2 separate regions of the Mus musculus genome follow, and region 2 is linked to region 1. A link is a contact called in public Micro-C data. All regions are on one chromosome and are shown on one strand. Each heading gives the region's core, a stretch centred on a gene start, on an enhancer-like site or on the middle of the called end of the contact. The rest is flanking DNA. Distances are from core to core; before and after follow the strand shown. Region 1 overlaps Dlc1 (deleted in liver cancer 1). Region 2 overlaps Dlc1 (deleted in liver cancer 1).

Region 1 (4,102 bases), core at 513-3,012:
TTATTCTTGGAGCTTACAGAGAGGGCTCAGGGAACATACATGGTACACGCTGAAGAAGAAGGAAGACTAAGGGGCGTGGGTAGGGAGAAGCCAGGGATGCTGGATCAGTTGAGGGGCGGGTAGTATTGGGTGGCAGAGTGGGCATAGGTGGGGTGCAGTCAGCAGCCTGGCCTTAGAAGCTCCCCACAGGACTTCCCACTGGGAAGGGGATTCTCTGGGGCTGACTTAACAAATCACTTGGGACTTTACAAACTCCCAGGCCCTAGAGGAACACTTGAGTAACTAAATGATTCCAGAGACAAGGGCAGAGGGTCATCAGGCCCCTGCATTGGGGGTGAAGTGGGGGGATGGGGGAGGGCTGTGGCAAGCCTTTCCACCTGGCCTCCTACTTGGCAGGAACTTGGGGCTCTCTGATCATCCCTGAAGATAGCTGGCCGCTCACCTAGTTCAGAAAGTAAAGACCAGACCACACGAAGGAGAATATACAGGCTGGCTTGCTTTACTTAATGCCCCACGGTGGATTTGGGTCTGCCCAAAGCCCAGACTGAGTGATTACCCTGTCTCCCAAGAAGCTTCCAGAATATATGCCATAGATGCTTGGAATTTTCTTTTAGGCACCTGAGGGTAGGAATGCAGCCTCGCTGCTCTCAGAATCTTTCCTGTGATTAGATAACATTGGAGCTTAAAAAATATCAAGTAAGTATTCTATGTGACTTGGCCCTAGTTGGAATTCATCTTACATAGATAACTCCTGATAGCCAGAGTTGGCAGTTGTGTGTGTTTAACATTTATTCTTGCAGTTGTCAAGTGAAAGTCCTTAGTCTGCCTTTGAAGAAATGAAAATTTCAAAATTGGACTTTTTTTTCTTTGCATTTTTACAACCAATCAGCACATGGTTCTGGGGTACAAAAAGGGAGTATTTTAGGGGTGTACTTGAGTTAAGGAGGAAGTTGGTGAGGTGAAGATGGGGGTGTTTATTGAAGTCTAAAGAGAATACCAGCCCTGGATAGCCAGGGTATCCTGGGAACGGAGAGAGCTTCCAACTGGAGGCCTTTCAAGAGCTGAGAAGGCAAGCCAAGAGGCCAAGGTAGGAGAGCCCAAGGACTTGGCTAAGGGGTTGGATTGTCACTCAAAGATGATAGGAAGTTGTTGAGGAGTTCCAAGCAGCGTGGGACATAGGGAAGTATGTGGTGTGGGAAATCCACACTAGGTTCCCATAGAGCTTGCTGGAGGTAAGGATGGAGAGAGGTTTACTCAAAATCTGTTAGAGTCAAAGGGAGATTCAAGGACAAAAGAATATACTAGACCCTAGAATACACTAGTGACTGGAGAGAGACCATGCTGTGGGGAGATGCAGGGGAGTCAGTCCTGCCTACACGTACATTGCTTAGAGGGCTTTTATAAAAGAAGATGTCTGTGCTGTGGACTGGATGGTCTTTGGCATTTGTATAAAGTCTTTTCAAGACAGTGTTACCACTTCTCCAGGGTTAAGAATCATTCTGGTCCCTGATATTTTAACTACCTTACTCCTTTGTGGGCCAGGATGCTTCTGCAGATGACCCACCCATCCATGAGCCGCACCCTCTGGGTGAAGGTGGGCTGTTACCAAAGCCATTGTGTGCATTGCTGACCTCCTTGACCTAGCGGAGAGACAGATAAGCTGGCCGCTTTCTTCTTCCCTTTGGAAGGAATCTGTCAGCCAGGGCCAGGAAGGAATCTTGGTTTGGATTTGAAAGCCCCACCCCCACCCCTGTCTGCCCGTAGCTCTCTGTACACATGAACCTTTGCCCACACATCTGTCTTACTTCAGGACTTGCAAGGAATTGGGGGAAAGTGCCTGCGTTTTTCTTTTTGTAGCATTCTCTGATTCCTTGGCATTTCTTTGAAGGGAGAAATATGATGAGCAGGTATATGGGGAAAGAAGGAAAGAAATCCACATGTTCCCACTGGGGAAGTATTGCAGCCTGTTTAGACTTCTGGGCGACCGCTTGATCTGCTCAGAACAGCAGAGCTCAGCGGCAGGATGGCTGGCTAAGGGACCGTCTGCAGACTTAAGGTTAAGGTGTTGGGGGAGGAAGAAAGGGGCATCCCAGCCAGCCAGGAAATGTGTAAATACGGGCTAAGGGTTCCCAGCCATGCACAAAGGGTCTTAGCGCTCATTCATCTCATGTGCAGAGCTGTGACTGACCAGCGACTAAGCTGCTTCCAAGAAAAACTTCCCGTTTCCTCCTTAACCTGTTTGCCTGTCGATTGCTTAGCAGAACCCTTGTCTGCAAGCTTCATTGTGTCGCCATTGTACTTTCAAGTCTCCGGAGGCCTTTCTGTTTTAAACCCATCATCCTCGCTGCTCTCAAAGCACCATCCACCTGCACTCAAGGTCTACCCTGGAGCCAGGTGGAAGTGTTGCTAGAGAGCAGGGGGAGATGCTAAGGTCCTGGCGCACAGGCTTCTGGTGGTGGGCTCTGAGATTTAGTACGCATGCGTACAGGCGTGCGCGCGTACACGCCTATGTTCGTGCTGTGGTATGTATGCAGAGGTCAGAGTACAGCTTCCAGGTCTCTCCTAGGCTCCAGGACTGAACTGCACTGATCAGATTTGTGCAAGAACACCATGTATCCACCTAGCTACCTCCCGGGCTCATTTTCAATATCTTAAACTTTTTCACTGCTACAGTTTTTTTTTTTTCCCTCCAAAAGGAAAAGTCTACTCTATTCCAAAGAAACTAGCGTTCTATGTGGCCCTGTTCCCTCACTCACCTGCGACATTAAGCTCATTTTTTTGAAGAAAGGTGGTTAAACACTTCCATCTGTGTTTTAGGATCATTTCTCTTGAGGGTGATGTGAGCAGATATTAGGATCAGTGTGGGGAAATGAACTAGTGTTTGGTGTTCCCAGGAGTCTCAGTCGTCTACCTGTCTGCCTGGGTTTTTGCATGGGTGCTGGGATTTGAACTCAGAACCTCTCGCTTGCAGAGTGAATGTTCTCACCCACAGAGCCATCCCCCCAGACCACACCATTTCTTTTCTAACCGAGCAGCCCTAGAAGTGACTGTGTGGTGTCAGTTTAGGCTTGAATGAGAACATGACATTTTCTTAATGATATAAAATAACAGAGAGGCACAGGCCAGCCAACAACTGAGACTCAGGCCAGCCTCAGATGTCCTTGATTGGGACCTTAATGGATTAATGTCTGTGAAAAGTTCTTGTGGTATGTAAAGGATTACGTTTATACATGTAAAGATGGTTTGGAAAAAAATATCCTGCCTCTTTCACATACCTTTCAACATGAAGCCGCTTTAGTAAGAATATTGGGAACATGTGTAAATAGGTCTGAGACTCTAGCGCCTGATGAGGGCCTTGTATGTGCACTCTCTGACATGCCCAAAACTGGGCGGGTGCTTCGAATTTCTAGCTAACTTGCCACTTTTTAAGTGAAATAATAAGAAAGCAAACATTACTTTTTAACTATTATTTAATGTCCAACAGTCTGTTCTTTAAAAATAGTCTCTAAGGACGTGGAAACAGTGAGGTATCTTAACTATCCTTTTAAGAGGCCAAGAATTTGTGGGGCTGGAGAGATGGCTCAGTGATTTAGAGCACTTGTTGCTCTTTCAGAGGATTGTGGTTCCATTCCCAGAACTCACACGGTGGCTCACAGCCCTCTGTAACTCCAGGTCCAGGGGGTCTGACACCCTCTTCTCACCTCTCTGCGCACCAAGCACACACATGGAACACAGATCTATGTGCAAGCAAAGCACCCAGACTGTATGCATGCATGCATGTGTGTATATGTGTGTATGTGTGTGTATGTGTGTGTATGCATGTATGTATATATGTATATGTGTGTATGTTTAAAAGGCCCTGCGTTTGTAAACAAGCAAAGAGAGATATTTAAGAAGGTTTGGAGGGAAGAAAAAGCAGAGGAAATGGTGTAAAATAATCTCCAAAAAGAAATAATTAAAAGATAATAGGCTTATTTGAAACAAGCAGCCTCTTTTCCTCCGGTAGCCATCTTCGGAAGACAGGAAGGCTAGGCCGAGGGAAAATGTGATTTTTAGTCTCTAAAATAAAACACTGAACTTTCATGGTTGTTTTTCTCTCTCT
Region 2 (4,102 bases), core at 734-3,233, 300 kb before region 1:
GGAAGAACAACAATATCAACCAGACAGATACCACCCCCCAGAACACCCAGGGACTAAACCACCAACCAAGGAGTACCTGTGGCTCCAGCTGCATGTGTAGCAGAGGATGGCCTTGTCATGCATCAATGGGAAGAGAGGTCCTTGGTCCTATGAAGGTTCAATAGATGCCCCAGTGTAAGGGCCGGGAGGTGGGGGTGGGTGAGTGGGTGGAGGAACACTCTCATAGAAGCAGGAGAAGGGGGATAGAATAGGGAGTTTCTAGGAGAGGGAACCAGGAAAGGGGGTAACATTTAAAATGTAAATAAAGAAAATATCCAATAAAATATAATAATAACAACAACAACAATAATAATAATAAATAATGAAACTGGAATTCCAAGATCTGCAGCAACAGAGCTTAAGATAGGAACGGCGAAGCAGGGTGACTCAACCAGAGTAAGGGACAGGAGTGTGACAAATGAGAGGCTGGCAGGACTCTGAGGGGCTCAGAATATCCTTAGCTCTTATCCTAAATGTCCTGGAGGCCCTTGGCAAGTTTGTGGAATGGGGAACTCTAAGAGCACAATCATGTATGCTCTGGACAGCACATGTATAAAATGTATACTGCGTACATTTGTGAGTCTCATGTACAACCATCTATTATCTCCTCCAAAGGCAATATTTTCATTCTGGTTGTATTTGTTTATCATATTTGCTTTTATAAGTAAAGAAGCCACAAGGAATTATTTATAGACAAAGGTTCCACTTCAAACTAAGAAACCTAGGTTCTGGTATCTAATAGGTTCTCACATATTTTCTGTGAGCATGTCATGATCTCTCAGCCATTCAACAAATCATTGGCATAAGTCTTCCATGGACTATGCACTTGCAATGTGGGCATTCAGTAGTGCACAGAAGAAACTACTGAAATTCCCAGAATTCAGAGGAGCTACAGCCATACTGTCTGCTTGCAGACAACCGAGCCTTTAGAACCTTTTATCTGTAGCAAGTTGTCCCAGCCCCTACGCATCCTACAAGTTTTAACAAACTTTTTTTAACACGTCTATATATTAAAGACCCATCAGACAGTTTTGTTTAAAACTTTAACTCTTTTATTTGTAATAGTGCTGAAGTTTGAGCACTACTCTTTTGCTTCTCAGGAGAGAGAGAGAGAGAGAGAGAGAGAGAGAGAGAGTAATATGTGTGAGAGTATATGTATGTATAAAAAAATGCGCTATTCAAATATGTTTTTGCAAATGAAATATAGTACTTTAGCAAAACAGTAACCTTTTGTCTGAATAGATGTTTTAGCCACCAAAATCTGAATTTTTCTTTCTCAGCTTCTTTGCTTTCTCATATTACACGCTCCTTTGCCTTACAGGATTTTTTTTTAATGCTCATAAAACTATGACCTTGTGTAAATTTCCCAGGAGACATGATTCTCAGCATTTTGTTGGATAAACATTTGGGTTTTTTTTTTTTTGTAACTACATGAACAAGCCAAACTGCACGTAGTCCAAAAAAATAATTCTGACTTTTTCATCACTCCCTTTATAAAAATAAAATAAAACAAAATAAATTTTAAAAATCCGAATCAAGGAATCCTAGAGCAGAGGTTGTGAAAGTATTTTAGTTTTATCTTTTGACCAGGAGAAACACTTTAAGCTTAGCACTTTTATTTTAGAAGTTTACACAGCATGTTCTCATTTGGGGGGGAGGGGTATTGAGGAAATGGTCATTAATAAGACAATCATGTTTTACAGTCTCAGGATGTATTTATTTGCTTCAATAGCATAAACCGGGAACTCATATATCTTAAGATCTCTTTAATGAGGCATCGTTACTACATTAAACTTTAGTGATTCTGCAGTGGTAACTAAGGAGACCATGGTGTGGTTTCAAATTATAAGTAATTAAATAAAAAGAAAACCCAGCCAGACTAGTGGCATTTCTACAAATTCCTTTGGGGATAGTCATTCGATCTCCTGTGACAGATCACTTCCTCGGGCCAGACAAATGAATTGGTTGTCCAGTTCAGACTCAGTAAAAATAATAGAGGAGAATATCCCAACCCATCCACCCTGTTATAATTGTCATCTGAGAAATTTGTCTTTTGTAATTTTGTGATTACAAACATTTGAATTTCATCATTACTATGAACAAAGACTGAATACTTAGAAAGGATGTGTTTTTCTCCTATACTTTTTGACCTTTAACTCTTCAGAGCCCAGAGAGGTGATTCGGTGGGTACAGTGCTTGATCGACAAGCATCAGGGTCTGAGTCTGGATCCCCATGTAGAAGCCAGGTGCAGCCAAACATCTGTAATCCAGTGTTGCTACCGAGAGGGGAAGCAGAGCAGAGTGAATCCCTGGAAGTTAAAGGGCCAGCTAGCACAGCTGCTTAGCCAATCATCTTGACTTTAGACAAAGCAAAGGCCAGGACTGACTTGCATATAACTATGCTTTGGCCCATACACGTTTCATTTGAGTTTTCTTTTATTATTATTAACTTTTATTTGTTATTTTGTTTATTTACATTTCAAATGCTATCCCTCCTCCCGGTTCCCCCTCCTCTCGAAAATCCCCACTCCACCCTCCTACCCCTGCCTCCACGAGAGTGCTCCCCCACCCACCCACCCACCCACCCACCCACCCACTCCAGTCCCAGCACCCTAGCATTCCCCTACACTGGGCCGTTGAGCCTCCACAGGACCAAGGGCTACCCCTTCCATTGATGCCTCATAAAGCCATCCTCTGTTACATATGCAGCTGGAGCCATGGGTCCCTCCATGTGTACTCCTTGGTTTGGTGGCTCAGTCCCTGGGAGCTCTGGGGATTCAGGTTGGTTGATGTTATCATTCTTCCTATGGGGTTGCAAACCCCTTCAGCTCCTTCAGTCCTTCCCCCAAATCCTCCATTGAGGACCCTGTGATCAGTCCGATGTTCGGCTCCAAGCATCCACATCTGCATACAAAAGGCTCTGACATAGCCTCTCAGGAGACATCTACATCAGGTTCCTGCCAGCAAGCATTTCCCAGCATCAGCAAGTGTCTAGGTTTGGTGGCTGCACATGGGATGGACCCCCAGGTGGGACAGTTCCTGGACAACTCCTCCCTCAGTCTCTGATCCACGCCTTGTCCCTGCGCTTCCTTTAAGACAGGAGAAATTCTGGTTAAAATTTTTTGAAGGGTGAGTGGCCCTATCCTTTAACCAGGGGCCATGGCTAACCTCTGGATATGGTCTCTACAGGTTCTCTTTCCCCTTTGTTGGGTATTTCAGCTTGAGTTTTCTTAATGCTTGTATATAGTCATATTATCTTATTCTTAATTTTGATAAATAATTACAATTTTAATTTTATGTTTTTAAATATTTCTTTTAAAGATTCTTTCAAAATACTTTATCTAAAATATTTTTTTTAAATATTTCTTAGCAAAACTTCTCCCCAGACTGTGTGACTTGGACAGTCACTTAGCTATTTCCTATTTCTTCTATAAAATAAGGATTAAATTACCTGACCATGTTAGTGTGAGGATATTGTAAGATAATGACAGTGGATTCCTTCTGAGAGATACAAAGGCCAAGAAACTGTAAGCTGCCGATGGTATTTCTGTGATCACTCAGTCATCGCCCCTGTCATCTGGAAATTGCAGTCAGCATAGCTGTGAAGGTAACATGGAACAAATACAGACCATGGAAGCACATAAGAAACTCCCCAGCACCAGAGCCACCAAACTCCAAGGGTAGGAGTGTGTGTAAACTAATCAACAACTAAAACTGTTAGCAGATTTGCTCATAATAGTATGGGTTGGTCAGATATATTGGGCAGTAAGCATTTCTTGGTCACGGCTGTCATTTCTGCCATATGTGTGGTACCACAGTTGAAGCACATTTTCCTTCTGAAAGCATTGTGAGGAATTGAAGCGCTATTGTTGGAGAAGAACGTATCAAACTCAACAGGCTATTTATCTCCTCCTAATTACTGTATCGTTGAGTGAGTATCAGGAAAAAGGCAAAAAATAAAAACTCATTGAATTACATCAATTACATAATTAATTTGGGCATAAGGATACCTAAACACTTTGCTAACAAGTCTGAATTATTTCAGTCTCATTTCTAGCTACAT

Evidence for each region. Hi-C and Micro-C count contacts between places; a contact is called where the count stands out from the background.
Region 2: a Micro-C map of brown adipocytes shows a contact between it and region 1, with 2.6 times the contacts expected there. The contact joins two enhancer-like sites. A contact is called at or near these places in 5 of 484 Hi-C or Micro-C datasets (adipose-derived mesenchymal stem cells, brown adipocytes, cerebral cortex and 1 more) and 1 of 115 datasets of contacts at active chromatin or transcription factors (fibro-adipogenic progenitors).

What each region holds. Positions count from the first base shown.
Region 1 is chr8:36,601,376-36,605,477 of GRCm38.p6, reverse strand. The region is part of intron 5 of Dlc1 (deleted in liver cancer 1); the gene reads left to right. Among named protein-coding and RNA genes, the nearest start is that of Trmt9b, 150 kb to the right of the region's middle. Within about 2 kb of position 1,762, at least 43 of the 459 cell types and tissues checked have an H3K27ac peak or open chromatin away from gene starts, as enhancers often do. A contact at or near this core is called in brown adipocytes, where this site is marked.
Region 2 is chr8:36,897,047-36,901,148 of GRCm38.p6, reverse strand. The region is part of intron 2 of Dlc1 (deleted in liver cancer 1); the gene reads left to right. Among named protein-coding and RNA genes, the nearest start is that of Dlc1, 53 kb to the left of the region's middle. Within about 2 kb of position 1,983, at least 28 of the 459 cell types and tissues checked have an H3K27ac peak or open chromatin away from gene starts, as enhancers often do. A contact at or near this core is called in brown adipocytes, where this site is marked.